Linked DNA regions of Mus musculus: region 1 is linked to region 2. The links are chromatin contacts, called in public promoter capture Hi-C maps. All regions are on one chromosome and are shown on one strand. Each heading gives the region's core, a stretch centred on a gene start, on an enhancer-like site or on the middle of the called end of the contact. The rest is flanking DNA. Distances are from core to core; before and after follow the strand shown. Region 1 holds the start of Pomk (protein-O-mannose kinase). Region 2 holds the start of Star (steroidogenic acute regulatory protein).

Region 1 (4,425 bases), core at 209-2,708, 190 kb before region 2:
GAGATCTAAGGATGACATGGTGAGAATCCTTCTCCCCTCCCCTAGGAGGGGTCCTAGGAAACTGAACTTAGATGGTCAGGCTTGGTGGCAAGCACGCTGACCTGCTGGCCATCTCTGTGGCCCCCTGCAGCATCATCACTTATTATAGCAAACTCTATATAACACACCTCCTGATTTTAGTCCTTTTGTAACAGGTTGCTTTGGAATTTATTTTATGTGGCTGGGTGTTCTGCGTGCTTATATGTCTGAGCACCACGTGTGTGCAGTGCCCTCAGAGGGCAGAAGCGGAGGAGGTCTAATCCTCTAGAACTCAGTTACAGGTGGTTGTGAGCTGCCAAGTGGATGCCAGGAACCCAGGTTCTCTGGAAGAGCAACCAATGCTCTTACCTACTGAGGGGGTCTCTCCAGCCCGTATCTGAGTCATTTTTAAGTGTTTATTTCAGTGGCATCCAATATATTCACATTATTTTACAACCATTACCTCCATCATCACCAGAAGTTTTAAAGCTTCACAAACTGAAACTATTCATTAAACAGTGTTCTTAATGGTGTTTTTTATATAATGCCTATAATTTATTTCTGAAATACTTGCTGTTATACATCCAGGTATATTTTCTACTATAAATAGCCCTGGTGCTGGAGAGATGGCCCCACAGAACCTGAGTTTAGTTCATATAGCATTGGTATCTGGGGGACCACAATTACCAGCAAGTCTATCTATCACTCCTGGCCTTTGAGTTCTCTGGCACACCACACACAAACGCATTTGTCAGTCTGAGAAGCAAAAGTTGCTTACAGGGATTCTTTGAAGGGAGTTTTGTCGGTTCCTCTAGTGCTTCCTAGATCAAGATTCTGGGTTCTTTAGCATGCTTAGAGTTTGGATAATAAACATAGATGGTTTTTGTTTTTACCCACACACTGTATGTTTTGATTTCAAATCTGGAAAATAAATCAGTTTAGAAGTAGATGATATGTCTGATTTTCCATTTCCCAACCTTACCCCTCCCATTTCACTTCCAGTACTAATACTAGTGTAGCACGCTGAGACCTTCCAGCCTTCGCATGACTTGAGGTTTGGCCCTGAAATCTGTGACGCGCAGCTTGGCGTCTCAGGCCAAAGCTCCAAAGTCACATAGTTTTCAAAGCCAGAGGCATTATCAGTGCACTGAGCCTCACTCTGCGATTTGCTCGTGTTGCTTTTCTGAGGATCACTCTTTGGCAGCCACCGCTTTGCAGAGAGTGTAGAGCTGTAGATCAGGAAGCAGCCCCTCTGAGGTCCCCAGTCCCAGGCTCAACCTTGCTGTTGCAGCCTGGCCTTCACCAGTTTGGCTAGAGGAAATGAGGACCAGGGTATGGATGACCGCGCCTACGCTGGCGCGGGCGTCCACTGTAAGGCAAGAGGCGGCCACCAGGAGGCAGCCTCACGCTCGTCTCCGACCGCTTCCGGCCGCGCAGGCGTCCTGGAATGCGAGCCGGATTTGGTGGTCGCCAGGTAGGCTCCGGGGCGTAGTGAAGCGGGACAGGGTTCTGTGGGGCCTTTCCAAGCCTGACCCTCCTGAGCCCCCGGACCCAATCCCAAAGTGGATCCTCTCATGGGGATCATGAAAACTAAACCGGGTACTGGTGCTGGCTCCTCCCGTGCTTACCGCGCACCCCTCCTCCGGGTGCACCATGCATTCCCTTTGGATGCTCACCACGCAACCCCTCTCCCGGTATCCATGGTATCCCAGTACCATGCACCGGGAGCTGCTATTGAACCATGTGAGCGGAGGCTGTCCGCCATGCTCTCGCTTTCTCTCCCCCTCTTTGTTAAAAACCAGTTTTAGACCTTTAGTAAATTTGATGCCCCCCGCCCCCACCTTCGCCTGTCCAAACTAAATAACATCCAGACTGTTTAAATAGTTATCGGGAAATGAAATTTAGTCTGAATTGGGTGACACCAGCTCCTTCTCGAATTGTGTAAAATATTCTGCATATTGGCAATTCATTTAGTTGACTTATTTCCCTTGACTAACCTAAGCAGTCGACATACAGCAGCTGGTCCTTTTTCACCGTTATCAAATAGCCTTGGTGTTTAAACAGTGCCGGAAGTTCCCGCTCTGCCGACCACACATACTCACTTCTTTAAGCTCTGGGCTGCCTGGGCGGTCCACAAGAAACAGGTGTGTTAATCGATTGCCAAGCAAAGAGGGTTCCGCATAGATCTGATAGTATGGATTCTAAGGCTGGAGAGATGGCTAGTGGCTAACAGCACTCGTTGCAGAGGACCTGGGTTCAATTCCCTAATAGCTCCCCACTGTCCATAATTTCCGTTTCAGGGAATCCAGCACTGTATTCTGACCTCCCTCGGCACCAGGCACACATAGCACATATTGTACAGTGTGCATGCAAGCGAACACTCCTGTGTATAAAATAAGTAGATTGAAAAATATGAATTCTGGGTTCCTGCAGCATTTTGTCAGTGTTGCTGGCCTTTCTTGCTATGGTCAGCTTTTAAAGGGGAAGGATTTTCTTGGGCTCAGCCGTGGGATTCTTTGCTTATGGCCTGTGGTCATTATGCTCGTCGTGGCGGGAGAGAGCGGTGGAAGAGAAAATTGAAGAGGGGAAGACCATGATGGGAGAGGTCATCTTACTTCCTGGCATCCTGGAAGCACAGAGACACAGGCTGAGGGCCCAGTGTCTCCTTCTAGGTCACGTGTTACTGACAGAAGCTTCCTTGTAGCAGACTCTGCCTCCTCGAGGTTCTGCTGCTGTCTGGTAGTGCCAACAGCTGGAGACCAAGTCTTTAATGAATGGGCCTTTGGAGGATGCTCACCCAGACCATAGGGGACTGAACATGCATATATGGTACTGGAGTATGAGTAGTGGGTGAGAATTTTTTTTTTTTTTTTAAGATTGTAAGTACACTGTAGCTGTTTCAGACACACCAGAAGAGGGAGTCAGATCTCATTACAGATGGTTGTGAGCCACCATGTGGTTACTGGGATTTGAACTCAGGACCTTCGGAAGAGCAATCAGTGCTCTTAACCGCTGAGCCACCTCTCCAGCCCCCAATAAAGACAGTTTCTGTGTGCTGCCACAAATCCCTTGCAAAAACCCTGGAAAGGGGCTGACAATTTTACATTCAAAAGTGTGTGTGCCTATGTGCGTGTTTCACACGTGTGTCATGGTGTACATGTGGAGGTCAGAGTGCAACATGGGTGTGGCTCTTGGCCTCCTGCCTTGTTTGAGACGGTGTCACTTTGTGGTGTCCCGCCATGTGTCTGGCTAGCTGGTCCAGCAGCTTTTCGACTATCCGCCACCAGTGGGATTACAGTACATCTGGCTTCTTTGGGATTCTGGGGTCCTCACTACCCATTGAGCAATCTGCCCAGTCTGCCTTGTGTTGTTTTCTTGGGGAGCATCCTTTCCTTCCTAAAACGGTATGAGCTCTAGGCTGCATGAAGCTTGCATTCACCCAGTGGCCAGGTAAGATGAGGGGGAGGTTAGGTTGAGACTTGACACTGGGAAGATGTAACCATGGTGTTGGTGTGGCGACACCGGGTGCAAGAAGAAATGGGTGGATGAGAGGCGTTACAGGTCGGATCCCACAGAGAACTGAAGAAGAGACGCGGGGGGGGGGGGGGGCGTGAGGAGTTGGTACATTCAAGTCCCTGCTGTTCGAGGCACTGCAGACAGTGGGAAACCAAACAGAACAGGAGACAGACATCAAGGAGCACATAATCTAGAAGGGAAAGGCCTACACAGCTCCCAAAGGGTTTCTTTGAACACCTAGGAGTAGATGGGGGCTGGAGTGTGGCCCATAGCATGCATGCGTGCGTGTAGAGAGGTAAGCCAGCCAAGACTGGGTTCCAGGAGTTTATGTTCCCGTTGGTATTCTCCAGGGCACCGCATCGTAGAATATGCTAAGCACAACTATCTACATCCCTAGTCACTCAGGACTCATCCATGCATGTCTTAGTCAGGGTTTCTATTCCTGCACAAACATCATGACCAAGAAGCAGTTGGGGAGGAAAGGGTTTATTCAGCTTACATTTCCACATTGCTGTTCATCACTGAAAGAAGTTAGGACTGGAACTCAAGCAGGTCAGAGAGCAGGAGCTGATGCAGAGGCCATGGAGGGATGTTCTTTACTGGCTTGCTTCCCCTGGCTTGCTCAGCCTGCTCTCTTATAGAACCCAAGATTACCAGCCCAGAGATGGTCCCACCCACAAGGGGCCTTTCCCCCTTGATCACTAATTGAGAAAATGCCTTATAGTTGGATCTCATGGAGGCATTTCCTCACCTGAAGCTCCTTTCTCTGTGATAACTCCAGCTGTGTCAAGTTGACACATGAAACCAGCCAGTAGAACGCATTTAGACGTGTGTGTTCCTCGGGACACAGTGGGACTATTGAATGCTTGTATTTCCCGGCCAGGAGGATGT
Region 2 (4,410 bases), core at 1,675-4,174:
CTGATGACACCACTCTGCTCCGGCATCTCCCCAAAATGTGTGGCCATGCCTGCCAGCACACAGGTGGAACCTCTGCGCTTGGTACAGCGCACGCTCACGAAGTCTCGAGGCCCCACCAGGTTGCCTGCTGCCGCCGCAGCCAGCTCATGAGTGATGACCGTGTCTTTTCCAATCCTCTGCAGGACCTAGCACAAGGGAGTTGGAGCCTGGACTCAGCCACTGATAGGCTAAGCACCTGCTGTTCAGGACTGCATTCGCTTGGTTCCCTGCCGCCCACACTTGGGCTTTCCTCACCTTGATCTCCTTGACATTTGGGTTCCACTCTCCCATGGCCTCCATGCGGTCCACAAGTTCTTCATAGAGTCTGTCCATGGGCTGGTCTACCACCACCTCCAAGCGAAACACCTTGCCCACATCTGGCACCATCTTACTTAGCACTTCGTCCCCGTTCTCCTGTTAGGGACAAAAGAGAGCCATGGGGTTACGGTTAGAGAACATTATTCCTAGCCTAGGTTTCAGACAATACTCAGAACAGAGACAGTAGGCCTACGATGAGCAATAGGTACCTGGATCTCTACCTGGTGAAGACCCAGTGGGTAGACACTGCGGCCAAAAGCCTTGTATGTCCACTCAAAGCTGGAAGAGGTACCACGCCTATTGTTTTAGTGATGAATGTTGGTAGTATGGGTAGGTCCAACTGAAATGACCTGAAGGACGGACTGGTCTACAGCAGCTAACTAGATAAAGAGAAGGCTGGGCTTTTTGATTAGTTGACTCACTTTGGAAGAACCTGGGGCCTGAAGGTTTCAGTGATCTGCCCAAGACGCTCAGCACAGATACACTGCTAAGCCTGGATCCCGGATCAGTGGATCAGTGGATCAGATCCTATTAGTGTCTTATCTCCGTTACTGTAGGAGCTGGAGCAACGAGATGTTTCATCTGAACTTGGGGTAATGGACAGTGTGTAAACTGTTGTTGAAGATAAGGCCACCAGAGTAGATCTAATAATAGAGCTACTGGTTTTAACGTAGGTTTTGCTTCTGTGTGTCAGGATGAGATCAGATTTTTTACTGGATGAGTTTACAGCATTCAGAGAGTAGTTAAAAAACAGGAATAATGTTTCTCAGTTAGTCTTCAGGAGGAAAGGTTATCTGAGAACACATTCATTGGTTTGCTTGTTTTGAGGAAGGGTATTACTATGCGGGCCTGGCTAGCCTGGAACTTGCTACATAAACCAGGCTAGCCGTATACTCCCAGACGTCCACATGCCTCAGTCTCCTGAGTGCTGAGATGAAAAAGGTATGCACCCTCACCCCACCTGATGATATATTCTTAGGAGAGTTCTCAGACCAAAACTTTTTGACTGTTTATCAATTGTGAATGCAGTGGGAATCCCGGCAGGCTTTGAGCATGGTAGTGGGACCATCAGTAACTGCAGGCTTCTCACAGCTGCCTTTACTTACCTGCTGGCTTTCCTTCTTCCAGCCTTCCTGGTTGTTGAGTATGCCCAAGGCCTTCTGCATAGCCACCTCTCCCTGCTGGATGTAGGACAGCTCCTGGTCACTATAGAGTGTTGCTTCCAGTTGAGAACCTGCATACATAGCCAAGGAAAAAGAAAACGTGGGTACAATGGTCCTAGCCAATCCACAGCTCTCATCCCTCTGCCCTCTGAATGTGTTCAGCCTTCAGAAGAGACACGATCATAGCCATAGGGCTCTGCTTGCAGGTCAAGGTAGACACAGGAGTTAGGTAACTACAGGTAGGGGACAGGCCTCATGCACCCTAAGACCCATCACTGGCAGAAGCTCAGAAAGCCCCAATATTTATTTACCAAGCAGAGAGCTCCGACGTCGAACTTGACCCATCCACCCGGGACTGGAATCCCCCAGTGCTCTCCAGTTGAGCTCTTGGCCAATGGCCAGCACAGCTTGGTGCCTTAATCCTGCAGGGAGGGAAAGAAACATTTGTCAAGTAGCTAGGCAATCTCTGGGAGAGGGACAGTTCTGTCCACTCATCACAGATGAGCAAACCGGCCCAGGGACACAGATCCCAGCAGGGACTCAAACTCCAGCCACATCTCTAACTCTCAAGTTCAGTGTTAAACTTTCTCTCGAACTTCCAGGGCCCAGATCTCTTTTCCATCATGGAAAATAGGGGTGGGCTGGTCAGACCTGGCCCTACCTGGCCACAGAAGTTTCCCTGGGCCGCTTGGGTAGCCCCTGGATATTGAGTAGGATGTACTCCGTCTCCTGAGGGTTGCCCTACCAAGGGACAACCAGCTACCCAGGGACAAGAGTCACCCCCACCATCCTTTGCCTTGTACTTCTGCTGCTCAACTCTCCTGTCTTCTGCTCTTCTTCCCAGACAGTGTCTCGGACTTGCCAGGCACTGCTTAGAGTAAGGACTAGCTTCTGTATTTCTCTACCACTATGGCAAAGACTTGCCTGGGACCCTTGGTACAGACTTAATCCACTCGTGAAGGGAGGCAACATCAGTACTAGCTCCAGAACAACTAGGGCCTTAGAGTAGAAACTAGAAATTACAGAATTTGGATGAGAGGTGGCACCTTAGTAGCCAGGCCAATTTTTTAGGTGAAAACCTGAGGTCCAGAGAAGAAGGGCTTTACCCAGGCTCCCCCAGTTAAGAGGCATAGCTGGGATCGAAGCTGAGGTGGCCTATTCCCCTGCCCAAGAGCTTTCCCACAAAACTATGTTGCCTACAGGCTTTTGGCAAGCTCTCATCCCTCCTCCCCAACCCAGACTCACCTTTCATATTCCGCATATGTCTATAGGAGCTTCCAGCACACAGCTTGAACGTAGCGAGGAACATGCTGAGTGCTGAGGTGCTCAAGGGTTGTTCTTCCTGAGCCTTTCAAGGTCCTGAGTCCTGCAGCTGTGGCGCAGATCAAGTGCGCTGCCTTAAATGCTTCCCGTGGAAGGCTGTGCATCATCACTTGAGATAAAAAAGTCATCAGTCATTGTGCAGAGGGTCAAGGATGGAATGATTGCCTCATCCTGCAGTGCTGGCCAAGGTGGGAGGGAGCAGACTGTGTAAAGGGAGGACCAGACTCTGCAGGTAGGGGAAAGCAGGGGTCACGGAGATGGGGCAGAGGATATGTATATATAGCTTCTCTAAAGTTGTAAATGTAGACTTCAAGCCCTGTCCTCCGCTTAAATGCCCAGTAACTGAGGTGCATCAAAAAGTATATAGAAGCTCTGGCCAAGAGAGGGAGCCAGGGTAAAAGAGTCAAAGAGTGAGTTCTTGCAACAAGACCAGAGGTAGGCATGGTGGCACATACTCTCCCTGGCAGAGGCAAGTAGATCTCTGGTGAGTTCAAGCCCAGCCTGGTCTATATAGTAAGGTTTAGGACAACAAGGGCTACACAGAATGACCCTGTCTCAAAAGAACAAACAAACAGACAAACAAACAAACAAAACCTGCAAGACCGTCCATCAGGTCTGGAGGGTATCAATGGCTGGCTCAAAGACAAACAGGATGCCAGTGTCAGGGCTAGGGCAATATAGGACAATAGCTCAAGTCCTCTAGCTGGCCTTGGTTCCTTCTATGTGGGGCCTCCTGAGCACCCCATGTGTTCAGTTTTCATTTATTTGCTCACCCATTGATACCAACTCCACTCTAACTTCTCATTCTGGGAACTCTCTGGAAATGAGATGACCCACCCAGTAAGCTCTCAAGGCAGAGAGTAACTTAGGCCTGGGTTCCACCCTGCAAGCTCACCCTTTCCTCATGCAGCTAAGGCTGGCCTGCCCTGCTACAGGTCCTGACCTGTGCACAAAGGTGAGAAACACAAATCATTTGGACATTGACTGTTGTCAGTCCCTGCAGGTATGTGATCCCTGTGGTACTGGGCAGATCCAGGGAACCTTAGAATTAATTGCCTCAGTTGCTCCCAGACACACCAGGCAGGGAAAAGCTCTACCACCCAGCCCTGCCCTGCCAAGATCTCTTCTTTCCAAGTACCTTTGAGGCTACTTTTAAACCAAATTCATATGTCATGAATGTCATCAGTAAAGTCTCATTAGATTTGCTCTGCACCAGACCCTGCCGCCAGCAGGATACTTTTGAACCTTGTCATTACTGTCCCAAGGCAGGACAAGACTCCTTCAAGGCAACTGGATAAATGGTTATATATGGATACAGCCTACATTTCTGTCCTGTTGAGTTTGTATGAGAGGCCTTGTGGGAGCTACTGTCATGAGGCATCTAAGGCTCCAAGGTCTAATCCCAAAGGCCTACTCTTGTGCCAGGGCTCACTTTGTCCATTACAGGTTTCTAGTAGCTTGTCCCCCTAGTGCACACCCTCCCAATCAGTGTCCACTGGAGAGGCGTAACCTAGTTCTTGCCTCTTTTGTGGGATTAAGACAAACGTGTTGGGCTGGAGAGATGACT

Evidence for each region. Promoter capture Hi-C pulls out the DNA fragments that hold promoters and counts their contacts.
Region 1: a contact with region 2 is called in a promoter capture Hi-C map of stem cell-derived epiblast-like cells, with 2.4 times the contacts expected there. The contact joins the promoter of Pomk here to the promoter of Star in region 2. A contact is called at or near these places in 24 of 39 promoter capture datasets (3T3-L1-derived adipocytes, the C10 cell line, the HPC-7 cell line and 15 more), 3 of 15 datasets of contacts at CTCF or cohesin (embryonic stem cells and large pre-B cells), 32 of 484 Hi-C or Micro-C datasets (the AML12 cell line, the CH12 cell line, ECoMG myeloid progenitors and 19 more), 26 of 115 datasets of contacts at active chromatin or transcription factors (the SCID.adh cell line, SST interneurons, T-cell acute lymphoblastic leukemia and 17 more) and 5 of 9 other capture datasets (adipose tissue, embryonic stem cells, liver and 2 more).

What each region holds. Positions count from the first base shown.
Region 1 is chr8:25,991,154-25,995,578 of GRCm38.p6, reverse strand. It overlaps Pomk (protein-O-mannose kinase), which reads left to right and starts at 1,458. Exons shown (of 5, transcript NM_029037.4): 1 at 1,458-1,492. It overlaps Gm31402 (a long non-coding RNA gene), which reads right to left and starts at 2,285. Exons shown (of 2, transcript XR_378826.3): 1 at 2,016-2,285.
Region 2 is chr8:25,806,988-25,811,397 of GRCm38.p6, reverse strand. Star (steroidogenic acute regulatory protein) reads right to left here and starts at 2,924. Exons shown (of 7, transcript NM_011485.5): 1 at 2,766-2,924; 2 at 1,832-1,942; 3 at 1,464-1,591; 4 at 295-453; 5 at 1-185. The coding sequence starts at 2,829. RefSeq lists an enhancer at 2,950-2,984 and promoters at 2,891-2,993, 2,879-3,151, 2,891-3,891, 2,862-4,410.